Regions from separate parts of the Sus scrofa genome. Here regions 1 and 2 are each linked to region 3. A link is a contact called in public Hi-C and promoter capture Hi-C data. All regions are on one chromosome and are shown on one strand. Each heading gives the region's core, a stretch centred on a gene start, on an enhancer-like site or on the middle of the called end of the contact. The rest is flanking DNA. Distances are from core to core; before and after follow the strand shown. Region 1 holds the start of MRPS26 (28S ribosomal protein S26, mitochondrial). Region 2 holds the start of LZTS3 (leucine zipper putative tumor suppressor 3). Region 3 holds the start of IDH3B (isocitrate dehydrogenase 3 (NAD(+)) beta).

What was found. Promoter capture Hi-C pulls out the DNA fragments that hold promoters and counts their contacts. Hi-C and Micro-C count contacts between places; a contact is called where the count stands out from the background.
Region 1: a promoter capture Hi-C map of liver shows a contact between it and region 3, with 11 times the contacts expected there. The contact joins the promoter of MRPS26 here to the promoter of IDH3B in region 3. A contact is called at or near these places in 2 of 5 promoter capture datasets (both in liver) and 2 of 2 datasets of contacts at active chromatin or transcription factors (alveolar macrophages and skeletal muscle).
Region 2: a Hi-C map of subcutaneous adipose tissue shows a contact between it and region 3, with 1.8 times the contacts expected there. The contact joins the promoter of LZTS3 here to the promoter of IDH3B in region 3. A contact is called at or near these places in 1 of 5 promoter capture datasets (liver), 4 of 47 Hi-C or Micro-C datasets (embryonic fibroblasts, heart right ventricle, skeletal muscle and 1 more) and 1 of 2 datasets of contacts at active chromatin or transcription factors (alveolar macrophages).

What each region holds. Positions count from the first base shown.
Region 1 is chr17:32,629,830-32,634,172 of Sscrofa11.1, forward strand. It overlaps MRPS26 (28S ribosomal protein S26, mitochondrial), which reads right to left and starts at 1,605. Exons shown (of 4, transcript XM_001924808.5): 1 at 1,352-1,605; 2 at 1,092-1,238; 3 at 884-1,007. The coding sequence starts at 1,563. GNRH2 (progonadoliberin-2) reads right to left here. Exons shown (of 3, transcript XM_005672785.3): 1 at 2,958-4,343; 2 at 2,677-2,813; 3 at 1,599-1,885. The coding sequence starts at 3,114. The coding sequence ends at 1,847.
Region 2 is chr17:32,505,338-32,510,007 of Sscrofa11.1, forward strand. It overlaps LZTS3 (leucine zipper putative tumor suppressor 3), which reads left to right and starts at 2,175. Exons shown (of 4, transcript XM_021078357.1): 1 at 2,175-3,492.
Region 3 is chr17:32,952,651-32,957,238 of Sscrofa11.1, forward strand. It overlaps IDH3B (isocitrate dehydrogenase 3 (NAD(+)) beta), which reads left to right and starts at 2,467. Exons shown (of 12, transcript NM_001044575.2): 1 at 2,467-2,519; 2 at 2,638-2,718; 3 at 2,839-2,937; 4 at 3,037-3,157. The coding sequence starts at 2,484. LOC102158952 (a long non-coding RNA gene) reads right to left here and starts at 2,425. Exons shown (of 4, transcript XR_002339868.1): 1 at 2,340-2,425; 2 at 2,043-2,108; 3 at 1,569-1,632; 4 at 1-114.

The sequences.
Region 1 (4,343 bases), core at 355-2,854, 320 kb before region 3:
CAGCTGAATGGGAGCTCCCAGCACACACCTGCTGGCTTTAGCCCACTGAAGGCGGGGCTCCAGCTCCCCTGTGGGAAAGGTGTTTGGTCCAGGTCCTTTGAATGCCCCACTGACTTTCGAGTGAAGAACATCAGGCAGCTTGGCCACATTCAGCTTTCTTAGATAACCATGCCTTGGAGACTGCCCAAAACCCAGGTACACCAGCTGTGACAATCCACTGGGTGGAATCAGTCCCTCAGTGCTGCCTGGGTCTCTCAATTTCTCTCAAACTGACCTTCTCCCTCTATAATTTAAATCTCATCCATTCCTGCTAGGTCATTTCTTTTTTGTTTTTTTGGGGCTGCACCTGAGGTATATGGAGGTCCCCAGGCTAGGGGTCAAAGCGGAGCTGTAGCTGCCAGCTTACACCACAGCCACAGCAATGCTGGATCCGAGCCGCATCTTCGACCTACACCACATCTCACGGCAACCCCGGATCCTTAACCCACCGAGCAGGGCCAGGGATCGAACCCATCCTCATGGATACTAGTTGGGTTCATTAACTACTGAGCCACAACGGGAACTCCACACTGGATTACTTCTAACTGGTCTCCCTGCTCTTAAGTCCCACATGTGACATCCGAGCCCAGAACGTTTAATCCCTCAGTGACTTTTTTACCCTTATGGCAAAAAACAAACTTCTTAGGGAACAATGCAATGTCAACTCTCACCTTCGGGTTTCTGTGTCTGACAGACACTCACCCTGCCCTGCTTCTCTCCTAAAGCCTCACCTGCTACTCCCCTCTCAAGACTCAAAGCCACTCTGCACGTAGTTAGAGGCCCCCCCCCCCCAAACCTGCGGAGTTCTTGGCCTGCAGCCCCACCCTCGGGAGACGGGACCCACCTGCAGTTGCAGCACTTCCTGCTCCTTGAGCTGCGCCCAGGCCTGCGCCTCTCGGGCCTGCAGGACAGCCTCCTCGGCCTGCCGCCGCTCCTGCTCGAGGGCCTCCTGCCGCAGCCTGGCCAGCCTGGGAGGGGTGAGAAGCCGAGGCTGAGCGGGGCTGGGGGGGAGTCTCCTGACAGGCCAGGCGGCCCCGCCCCGCCCCACTCACCGCAGCTCGTGCAACCGCTGGTTCTCCGCCTGGTTCCAAGCCATCAGCTCGCGATGCTCAGCCGCGTCCTCCTGCGCCTTGCGCTCTGCCTGGACCCCGGCCCGGGCCTCATGCAGCTTCTTGCGCACCTCGGACATGAACTCCAGCCTGGGCGGAGACGCGCCCAAAATTGGCACTCTCTTCGCCCGCCCGCTCGCTCGCCCGCCCCAACACACACGCCGGACAGCGACGACGGCCGCCGCCCCCTCCGTCGCACACACCTGAGCGCGCGCACCGTCTGGCGATACTGGCGGTAACGCTCGGTCAGCACGAAGAACTCCGTAGGATCCACCGCGGGCGGAGTCGCCACGCGCCCGGCTTTGGACTTGGCCGGCGGGTCGTGGCGGGTCTTGCGGCCGCGCGTGGGGAGCAGAAGCGGGGCCGGGAGCCGGCCCGCAGGCCGCGCACCCAGGCCGCCCAGCACGCGCAGCATGGCGAGGCCTCCCCGCCTCCGGCGAGCCGCAAGGCTTCATGGGTGCCGGGAAGTGGCGCGCGAAGCACCACGGGACATGTAGTCCGGCGACTCTACCCCCACCCTCAGGAGCCCGCTGACACCTCAGGCTGCTCTCGCCTGCTGTGTCCTCCCTGCTGGGTCCAGTCCCGCCCCATGTCCCCGGCCCGCGTCTCTCCAGCCACACGCGGGAATGGCTGTCAGTAGGGGTGGAAGAGAGGGGACAAACGAAAGAAGATGCAAAAACTCAGGAAACTTCACACCTTTATTGGAGGGCAGCGGGGCGCAGCGGTCGTGGTCGGGTCTGTGGGAGGAAGGGGCGGTCATTCCACTGGACGCTCTGGTCATCTGACCGCGGAGCTGAGGCCTTGCCCACGCCCTCCTTTCCTTCCCGTCCCGACTAGGCCCAGCTGCGTGGGATCGGCCGCCGGCCGGCGGGTGTTCCCCACTCCCACTTCTTGCGGATGCACTGTTGCCTCCTAGAGGACACAGCGTGCAGGTTCTCCAGCTTCGTAGGCGTGGAGGTGTAGCTCACCTTAAACCTGAGCTCCTACCAGCTTATATTTGGGGATAAGGTTTTGCCTGCCTTACAGGAATTTATCTTTCTCCTTTAGTTAAGATGCTCCCAAGGGGCACTTTAAAATACAATTTGCAAGACAGTAATAAACCACCTCCCTACACTTGTTTTTCGCTATTGGCCTTGGGGAGCTCTTGAGTCATTCCTAGTGCAGCTATCAGTAACCAGCTGGTTTTCAGGGCCCTACAGCTAAGTGTAAGGTCGCACCCCTCACTTTCCACTGGCTGCCGGCCTGCGCACCTGGAGACACAGTGGTTTCTCCAGACTGTCAAGAAGTCTGGGGAACCTCATTACTGCCACTGTCTTATTTATGGAGGTTTTTAGTAGTTACCTCCTACTCCACTAGTAACTCATTTGCTTTAATCTAACATATTATCTCATCATAAACTGTCTAGATTTGGGGGTACTGAATAGCACGTGGCACCAATAGCTGGGCCAAGGGATATCTCAGTGGTATCTTGTTCCTTCCATCCCCAACCCCTCCCTGGCCAGTGCTGGGGGCCTTGCGCCCTACTTACCAGCAGTTTCTGCACCAGGTGCTGCTTCCCACGGAGAAGCCACTGGACCATGGTCTTGCCCTCCCAGGGTACAGTGTCCTCAGGGGGAGCCAGGGCATTGCTTGGGAGGCTATGAGCAATTTGGCCTGGGCTGCCTGCTGCAGTGCCCAGAACCCTTCCTTAGAAGGCTGCAGCCTAACCCCCTCAGCACCCCCTCCCCCCGCGTGTGTGCCAAGGTTCAAGGTAGGCAAAGGAGCCCCAGCCAGCACCTTCTTCTTCCCACTTGAGATCCTTCAACCCACCTGGGAGCCAAGGAGCATGCTGGGGTTCCTGGGATGAGCTGGAGGCTCGCTTTCCTCCAGGGTACCAGCCATGGGACCAGTGCTGAGCCTTTGAGGATCCAGGATGTGTGGTCAGCAGCAGCAGCAGCAGCAGGAGGCCTAGCCCAAAGCTGGCCATGGCAGGGCTGCCCCCCTGGACAGTGGACAGCGCTCAAGGAGTCTGACACCCCCATACACACCCCCTTCATCTTCCTCCAAGGTCCCTTTGGACAACTGGCACTTCGGGGGCAGCTTTAGCATTTCCTAATGTCCTCCCTTCTGCTATTGCTCCTCATCCCAGACTACAGGGGTCCAGACCCTCGAGGTCTCCTGGGAAAGAGACTCCTCCCAGCTTTGCCAGCAGAGGGCCCTCCCCAGGAGGTCAGGCCCACCTTTTCTCCCTTCAGGGATTCCAGGAGAGAGAAGTAGGGAGAGGGGGAACAGACTCTGGTCAGGGGAGTTCTCCAAGAGACATGCAGCAATGTAGGGGTACTTGGGCACCCTGTGCTGGGGACCTGATTGACAGACCCCTTGCCCCTTTTGTCTGTGGGTTTCATGGCAATTAGGGATGTGGAATGCATGTGTGGTGGTTACAGGGGCAAGCGCTTCCTACCCCTTGCTCCTCTCACGCTAGGGAAGGGCAGCAGGCACAGGAATAGCGTTGTTGGGGAGAGAAGCGGGACAGGGGGCTTCTCTAGGCATGGGTCAGGGGTAGAGGGATGGGGAAGAGGACCAGGGTGCCATGCACCCAGAATGGAACTCCGTCCTGGAACCCCAGCCCTTGGGGAGGGCAGCCTTTTCACTCACCAAGGGAGAGCTGTGGATGAAGTGGCTCCTTGAGGTGGCTCTCCAAGGCTGCAGCGGAACCCAGCCAGTCGGCCCCAGGCTTTATGGATCAAGCAGTTCCACCCCCATGGACGCCAGTGACGTCTCAAAGAGGGGAGGGGGAGCAGCTCACCACCAACCCCCTTCCCATCTCAGCATATGCATAGCTGCTGGCCCTGGGGTCACCAGATAGATGCTCCCTCCTCACGTCTCAGAGGTCTGGTCAGAGGACTGCTGCTTCAGCCTGGCTCCTGAAGTCTCATCTCCCCACTTTCCTGACTGCATTCTCAAGCTCCTGCCCTTAGGTCCTCAGAAAGCCTTCAGACCCCTCTCTGACCCCCAAAATTGTGGCCCTGAGAGGCAATGCTTGGGGTCTCCTTGAGTCCCACTAGCTCAGGGCACTCCCCGATACAATCAGGGGGGCCTAAGAGGCCTGTTAAAAGGTCTGGGGAGTGATTACCCTTCCTGTGGGCCTGTTTGCCACCTGTAAAAGGGGTTGTGGGCATGGTCCTCATCTGCACATCTGGGCGCCAGGGCTGGGGC
Region 2 (4,670 bases), core at 925-3,424, 450 kb before region 3:
TGTGGAGCAGAACTGGTGCCAGGGAGCAGCCGAGGCCAGCTGCTGAGAAGGTGGTGGCACATGCCGCTTCCCCAGGGGATGAGCCACCAACCACAGCCAAGGGCAAACTGAAGTCATGGCTGGCTGAAGCTGGACAGAGGAGAGCCTGGGAACCAGAAGGCATACATCTCCCGGTGTTCTTAAGATGTAAGAACAGATGTAACATAAGAACAGAAAACTATGAAAAGATTAAGTTCAGATCAAGACAAAATTGGGGGAGTTCCCATCGTGGCACAGTGGAAACGAATCAGACTAGTAACCATGAGGTTTCGGGTTTGATCCCTGGTCTCGCTCAGTGGGTTAAGGATCCGGCGTTGCCGTGAGCTGTGGTGTAGGCTGGCAGCTGTAGCTCCGATTTGACCCCTAGCCTTGGAACTTCCATATGCCGTAGGTGCAGCCCTAAAAAGCAAAAAACAAAACAAAACAAAAAACCAAAAAAAACAAACCAAAGGCAAAATTGGGGTGGAAAACGGCTAAATCGAAAGGAAAATAAACAAATAGCTTATTAGAGAAGACAGTATCCTTTACTCTGAAGAAAACTAGGTCCGTAATGGTGAAAAAAAAAAATTGGTTAGAGTTCCTGTTGTGGCGCAGCAGAAACGGATCCGACTAGAAACCATGAGGTTGTGGGTTCAATCCTTGGCCTTGCTCAGTGGGTTAAGGATCCGGCGTTGCTGTGAGCTGTGGTGTATATGTGGTTCAGATCTGGCATGGCTGTGGCTGTGGTGTAGGCGAGCAGCTGTAGCTCTGATTAGACCCCTAGCTTGGGAACCTCCACATGCCGTGGGTGCAGCCCTAAAAATACAAAAAGACCAAAAAAGAAAAAAAATTGGAAATTCCTGTTTGGCACATCATTTTAAGGATCCGGCATTGCCACAGCTATGGGACAGGCTGAAACTGTGGCTAGATCCCATCCCTGGCTGGGGAACATCCACATGCCAGCTGTATTTGTGGCCAAGGGGGAAAAAAAATTGAGATACTCTTTCAGAATGCAGAGAAAAGGGACAAAGAGATTTAATTGACAGTGATGATCCAATGTAATAATATTTTAGGGGAGGAAAAAAATCCAAACAATCTGTCAACAGAATGGACAGGAAAATAGAAAACATCTCAGCTGAAAATAATACCTTTTTTATTTCTGGATAAGTAATAGAAAAATGTCTATACTGAAACTTATACTGGCAATGTTTGACTTTTGAACGTAAAGAAAAATGCCAAGGGAGTTCCCATTGTGGCTCAGTGGTTAACGAATCCAACTAGGAACCATGAGGTTGCGGGTTCGATCCCTGGTCTTGCTCAGTGGGTTAAGGATCTGGTGTTGCCATGAGCTGTGGTGTAGGTTGCAGACGTGGCTCAGATCCCGAGTTGCTGTGGCTCTGGCGTAGGCCGGCAGCTCCGATTAGACCCCTGACCTGGGAACCTCCATATGCCGTAGGAGCGGCCCTAGAAAAGGCAAAAAGACCAAAAAAAAAAAAAAAAAAGAAAAATCCCAACAAGCATCAGGTGAACTACTTGTCGAACAGAGGCCAGCCCAGCTTTGCTACCTTTCCTGGGGGTGTTGGGTGAGCTATAATTGACAGATAACATTCTATTAGTTTCAGGTGTACTTGCTACCATCTTAAGAGCCAAAAGACAATGAGATAAGGATAAGAGAATCTTGAGAGGAAAAGTCTGAGATTGAAGAATTCTATTAACAGTGAAGCCACCATTTGTGTGTAGACACACAAATGTGTAAAGCCATTACAAAATTCTCATCTAGAGCAAAGACTTAGAAAAACATAACATCCTGGAGTTCTCCTTAAAAATCAGTCAAGTGAGGAGTTCTCACTGTGGTTCAGTGGGTTAAGAATTAGACTAGTATCCACAAAGATGTGGGTTCAATCCCTGGCCTTGCTCAGTGGGTTAGGGATACAGCATTGCCATGAGCTGGGTGTAGGTCACAGTCGATGCTTGGATCTGGTGTGGCTGTAGCGTATGCCAGCAGCTGGAGCTCCGGGTCTACCCTAGCCTGGGAACCTCCATATGCTGCAAGTTCGGCCCTAAGAAAAAAAAGTGTGAGGATATCAGGCCAAGAGATGGAAAGGTATAGGTATATTAAATTACTCATTATATAAGGAGGAACATAAAAATGAATGACTTATTGACTTTAATAATTTGTCAAATATAAACCGCATTTTTATTTGATAAACTATAAGGCAACAACCAGGAGAATTAAAAACAGATTTTCTGCCTTGCAAGTCACTATGGGAGATAAAAGCAAATATAGAAAAATTCAAAACACAGGCAATAGCCGCAAATTAAAACTATAAAATGAGATGACTAATGACAAAACGAATAAATCTGTAACAGTAAAGCTACAATGGGTTAAATACCAGCCCAAGTGGAGACGCTGCAGTTTTTCAGACAGACCCTTAGTGCCTCCAGGCTTTTCTTAATGCTGAACCCTAGGCGTGGCTTGCTTGCCTGCCCTAGTCAAGGCTAAGGCTTCAGTTCCAGACAGATTTCTTCCTCCCGGCAGTACTCCCAGGCCACCTGGGGGGGAATGAGCAGTCCTCTCTCATTCCCGGCAAGCGAAGCCGGTGCTCCGTATTGGAGCATCCCCCCAACTCCCTTTCACTGCGAGGGGCCGGGCATCGTGCCAGGTTCCGGCCACTGGGTGAAGCACTCAAACTCTCTGCTCGATTGTAATGTTATATCTTTTTCCCCGTCCCCCGCCTTTTCCTCCGGACTGTGATCCTTGGCGAGAAGCAAGTTTCAAGCCGGCTCCAATTGGGGACGGACGCAGTCACGGACCATCGAAGCCTTCTTTTCCCCTCAAACCTGCTTGTCCCGGCGCCGGAGCGGATATTCCTTGCGCCGTGTTGGTTCCACGCGCCACGGCTCGCCCCGCCCCCACCTTGCAGATTTGCAGGGTCTTACGGCGTCCGCTGGGAGGCCGCGCCCGGAAGAGCAGGAGCGGGGGCGAACTGGAGCTCGGGGCTTGGCGTCTAGAGTCCCTTTCCCAAGCCAGAGGGTTTCTCCTTGTCGCCAAAGAAGTGAGGTTCAGGGAAGGCGCTGTCCTACTGGATTTGTTGAAGAGGAGAGACTGGGGGCTGAGTCCAAGGGCCTTGGGGGTCAATAAGGTATCAGCAGGGAGTCTCGGTGCAGATTCGCGGAGCCCTAGGGTGGGTGAAATAGAGGGTCCCATACGCGGACCGGTATGCAGCGACGAAGGGGTTAAGGCATTTCGCCCCGCCTCAGACCGGGGATTGGCGGGCTCGGGGGGCGTGGCCGGAGGGCGGGCCCGCGTTTGCCGCAGCCACGGGTGGGCGGGGCCCGGGCGGGGAGCGGGAGGGGCGCGGAGCCGAGCCGGGCCCGCGCCTCGCGCCCCGCCGGGCGGGCTTCTGGCTGCGCCAGCGAGCGGGGCCGGTGGCGCCCGTGCTGAAGACCCCGCACCGGACCCTGAGGCAGCGAGTAAGTGAGGCAGGCCCTCCGCGGCGCTCCTTGCAGCTCCGACCTGTCGCTGTGCCCGCTGCACCGCGAGGCTCGTTGAGTCAGACCTGGAGCTGGGGAGGGGGTGCGTCCCACTGCTGGGGGTCCCCGGGGTGAGGGGAGTGGAGATGAGGCCGATGATGTCATGGATGCTTCGCAGGGCCTGGGGGATGGTGGCGGCCGGAGGGGGTGCGGCCCGGATTATGTCACCTCTTCCCTCTGCGCCCCGCCCCCCGGGCCACACGCGTTGGTGGGGAGCACCGGGAGGTGCCGGAGGGATTTCAACCACTGCAGAGACCCTTCCCCGGGCACCTCCTCGGGATGGCCTGGGGCCCTGGTCTCTGTTGGCTCTGCGGGCCGCGGGCTGCTGGTGAATGGCGTGCACCCCCCCACACCACCCCCCGTGCAGGAGGCTCGTGTGTGCGCGCGTGTGTCCTCGGGGTGTGTGTGGGGGCGCTGTCAGCCCCCTCAGTCCTGAAGCACGGGTTTCATCAGAGCCAGGATCTAAGGGATGGATCCCTTCCCCCTTTGTCGCCAAGGGAAGATGGATCTCCCTTCACACATCCCAACCAAGAAGTTCTGGAGACCTCTGCACCCTCAAAGCCCTACTGTGACCCCGATACCTTTTCTCCCTCAGTCCTTCCCAGAAGCCCTTCCTGATGTTCCCGTCCGGATTCATTGCCTCTTTGCATTGCTCATAACTGGCCTTCCCACATGCATTCTCTGCATCTCCTCAGTGCCAGGGCCTAAAGACCCCAACACTCTGTTGTCTGTTTCCCTGCGGGGGCACCCACAGTCCAGCCCTGGAGATGCCTCAGAATGAAATCTTGGAGTAGCCTGAGCCAAGTGCTTTAAGACCTCTTCCCGCAGGGGAGATCAGGAATGCTGTCCTGGGAGGCAGCATCTGGATTGGTCCTTGAAAGATGCAGAATGGGCACAGGGAGCTGAGAACAGATTTTGTGCATGGAGTGAGATGGGTTCAGGTCAGGGGACATAGGATGAGCAGCAGGAGAGGCCTTGGGGGCTCTGCTGCAAGCTCTACCTTGGTTCTGAGGGTTGAGAGGAATGCCAGGCATTTACCCATAATACATTCACTTCTTAACATTCCTGTAATGTAGGTGTGAGAATCTGAGGTGGAATAACCTGCATGCAGTTCCACC
Region 3 (4,588 bases), core at 1,217-3,716:
AATGAACTTCCCTATTCTCAGGTAGTATCAGTGAGAGACGCTTTCATAAGTACTCAAAGTCCAGGAGAGCTCACCAAACTCATGGGAAGAACACAATGGCTGAGACGGTGTCAACTGAAAAAAAAAAAAAAATACAACGTGAGAGTTGTGAGTTAAGTTTCATTCGGGGCAAAATGAGGACTCTAGCCCTGGAGGCAGCCTCTGAGAAACTGCTCTGAAGAGGTAGGGAGGAAGGTCAGTATATACGTGATTTTGGTGAACTGGGAGGGAGGGGGCATTGGTCCACGCAATCAAGCACATGTTTTTGCAGAAGGTTGCTGCTAGTCTCATGAAGGTTACTGCTAGTCATGAGGAGCGGCTGTTACGAGGAAGGATTTTAGCGCTTTTCTTGAAAAAGAGGAGATGCAAGAATTGGGCTCATAAAATCTTCTCCTGAAAATATCTATCTAAAGACCACCTGTTCTGCTAGCTTTTCGTAGAGCATGAAGTGCCTCATTCCCAATCTCCACCCTGAACTCCTTTCAGAGTGTGTTGAAGGACAGCGGTTGCAGCAGCTTGTGATTTAATTCTTGTAGAGGCAGATGGCCAGTGCCGATCTTTAGGTGGCAACAGTGATGGTCACATTTCCTTGGCCTGAATCAACTGGTACCCTTCATTAGCTCCCTTCACCCTTCTGACATCCCATGGTGTTGTATCAATTAGCAGATATTATTGGTCAAGCTGGGCTCAGATCTGCGCAGAATTTAGGGATGGAAATAATGTTGGTCTTGCGCTCATGAAAGTTAATATTTTCTGGGATTAAAATTAGATGATCAGAGATGGGACCAAGATGGTACATTTCCTTTCCCACCCTAAGTTGCCTAAAGTAACAGAAAATACAGGTTTTAAAAAGTCTAAATCTTCCACTTTTTTTCTTTAGAAAGAAGAATATTTGGAAGAGAAAAACGCTGGTGGACAGCAATAGCAGTGTGGGACTTGGGACTAGGGAGTCTATGGCAGCAAGCTGGTGCTGCTCTCTGGTTTTGATTCTGAAGATGGAGGACTATATTACATTAATATTATACACTGATGAATTATATTAGCTATGATAACAGCCTTTATTTACACAGTACGTTTAAGTTTCTTACACGTTTATTATCTAATTTGAATCTTTTCACCCCACAACTGTAGAGAATGCTCTGCTTAAAGGAATGCAAAAAAGAGGCACAAAGCCTATCTTTGGTCCCCAAGATGAGAACCACACATACTCTCCCTTAGGCTGAGGGAATGCCCTACACTTTTTGGATGGATGAGGTTTACAAAGCGTAGAGGATGAGGTTTACAAAGCTTAGAGAATCTAATTAATGGTTCTTAAATTTGTGCGTAACATCTGGGAGAGGCAGATGTATTTTCTGGGGCCCCAATCTTGCAATTTGGATTCAGCAAGTCTGGGGTGGAACTCAGAAGTCTGCATTTTTATCAAGTGCCCCTGGTCCACTTGTGTCATCTGTTTTAAGCATGTTATTTGTCAACAGCATGTGATGGGAATTTTAAAAATCACTCTGAAATTCCCTTTTAGTCATACTTACATGCTTGAAGTAATTTCAGTCTCCAATTATAATCCTGCTTAGGGGCGTTCAGGCCCCAGATACCCTATTAGGGAAACAAATGTCAGATCAAAGAACAAGACCAGGGAATTTCCTGTTGTGGCTCAATGGTAAGAACCCAACTAGTATCTACGAGGATGTGGGTTAGATCCTTGGCCTCGCTCAGTGGGTTAAGGACCTGGCGTTGCCTCCTGTGCTGTTGGTTGCAGACGCCTCTGGTATCTGGCGTTGCTGTGGCTTAGGTGTAGGCTGGCAGCCGAGGCTCCCACTCCACCCCTAGCCTGTGAACTTGTATATGCGGCGGGTGCGGCCATAAAAAACAAGCAAACAAAAAAAACAACCTCCCCCAAACCCCCCACCGAAACAGAACGAGACCAGGTAGCAACAAACAACCAGCAAACCTGATTAATACAAAGTAACTGAGTAGGCTAGGATACTGAAGCCAGACATACACACCTGCTCCTACCGACCATGTGGTTCATTAACGCCTTTAGCGTCGGACACAGGACTGTTCAGTGAGAACTGGTTAAAAGATTAACAAACGTGAAGACACAAAACATTAAGACAGATTCTTCAGTATTGTTTTTCAACTCGTTATTTAACTTAGGTCCTCCTTTGATAAAAATGAAACCTCATATTTTCCTTTAATGTTATTTTTAAGTTTCAACATAAACAGGGTGACCGAAAATAAAGGAAGGAACAAAGCGGTTCTGTGCCGCATCAGCCTCCAGGGGAAGGGGTGCGTAGGAGTACCTAACGCAGGAGGATGAAAAGTAAGCACGAGCTTTGTGTTGGAGGAAAAGAGAGAGCCACCCGGCACCCACGCCGGACCGGAAGTAGAGGCGCAGAGCCGCGCTGGATTCCGGCGTCACCTTCCCGCGACTTCCTACGGCGAACATGGCGGCCCTCAGCGGCGTCCGCTGGCTGACCCGAGTGAGGACCGGGACACGCCGGGGCGGGTGGGAGGGTGGCCTGTTTGTGGCGGGCTCACTGAAGTATTCCCGCTCTGAGGGTCCCAGACCTGACCTCAAAGGCGTGTGTGTCTGTGCAGGCGCTGGTCGCCGCCGCGAACCCCGGAGCATGGAGGAGCCTGAGTACCTCGGTCGTGGCGCAAGCCGCCTCCCGGAGCCAGGTAAGCGCAAGTCCTGCTCTGTCTTACCCACGCCCCTGACCCCTCCTCTCCTAGCGTCCCCGCGCCCCGCCACGACCGCTGCCTCCGCTCCAGCTTTAGCCCTGCTGACCCGGTTTGCAGGCCGAGGACGTGAGAGTGGAAGGCGCCTTTCCCGTGACTATGTTGCCAGGAGACGGCGTGGGGCCTGAGCTGATGCACGCTGTCAAGGAGGTTTTCAAGGTGAATGACCCGGGGGAATCCGCCAGCAGGGACCATGGCTTGGGCTGGAAAGGACTTATTCCATTCTGACCCTGCCATTTTTGGCACGTGCCCCTGAAGGCGGCCTCTGTCCCGGTGGAGTTCCAGGAACATCACCTGAGCGAGGTGCAGAATATGGCATCCGAGGAGAAGCTGGAGCAGGTGCTGAGTTCGATGAAGGAGAACAAAGTGGCCATAATTGGTATGTTTGCTCCCTTGCTACCTTGCCCACGTGTTATTTAAAATCAAACAAATAAATGTTCGTTAAATTTCCCTCAGCACTCACTAATCCATTGTCTTCCAGCTCCCACTGATTAGTGGCCATTTGCTCCTTTCATTTGGGAACCCAGGAGTTGAGAAGTCGTGTAGCTCTCTTGCTGTCTATGCAGGAAGGCTCCAAGGGTTTGGAGTCCGTCATGGGGCTACATCATGAGTCATCAAATCTTGTTACTGTGGTTCTAGAATGGCTTTCTAACTGCCTCTTTTCTTTTAATTTTCCTTCTGCTTCCCTACTGTAATTGCCTCATTAGATTTTTTAGCTTTCAGTTCTGTCTCTACAGTTCATCCTCTACATCTCTTCTCTTGGGACCAGCGTGACTTTGCCAGGCCCAGCCTGGTATAGGAAAGTAAGTTCTTTATGAACTGATCTTTCCTGGCTTCATTTCTATAACACTTATTCTGTGCTTTGGTTACACCAGACTATGTTCGTTTCCACATACATGTACTGTCTTGACTTATGCTTCCTTCTGCCCACAATGTTCTCCTTTTGGGGCCACCTGTCAGACGTTTCCTCACTGACTGTATTCATTTGCTAGGGCTGCTGTAAACAAATGACCACAAACCCGTCGGCTTAAAATAACGGAAATTTATTCTTTCACAGTTCTGGAGGCTAGAATTCCAAGATTAAGGTGTTGTTGGATCTCCCTCTGAAGGCTTGGGGAGAATCCTTCTTTGCCTCTTCCAACTGCTGGTGGCTTCTGGCAGCTGCTGGCATTCCTCGGGGTTTCTTGGCTTGTAGATGGATCACTTCAATCTCTGCCTCTCTCTTCAAATGGTTTTCTCCACTATGTGTTTGTGTATCTGTTCCTCCTTCTTTTCTTGTATAAGGACTTGTCAGTGGATTTAGGACCTACCCTCATCCAGTATGATAATCATCTTAAGATCCTTAACTGGACACAGTTTTCCCAATAAGGTCACTTATCCAGGTTCTGGGGGTTAGGACACGGACACATCATTTTGAGGGTCACTATTCAACCTAGTACACTCACTCAACCTAAAGTCTGGCTGGAGTGCCAGCTGTTCTGTGATACTTCCTGATGTTACCAGAGAGAATTTCTTCTTTCTGCTCCTATGCATGTTTTTAATACCTCTCCCATGGTATTTATCGTGTCTTCTTGCTTGCTTTTTTTTTTGGCTGCACTCGCAGCATGTGGAAGTTCCCGCAACAGGGATTGAACCTGTCCCACAGCAGTGACCCAGGCCACTTCTGTGACAATACTGGATCTTTAACCTGTGCGGCAGAGAAATGCCTGTCATCATGTCTTTCATGTGAACTGTCTTTCCCAATGCATTGTTTGCCCCTTGAGGACAGAAGTTTGTGTTGTGTTTTTTGGTTGATTTCCCTAGTGCCTGA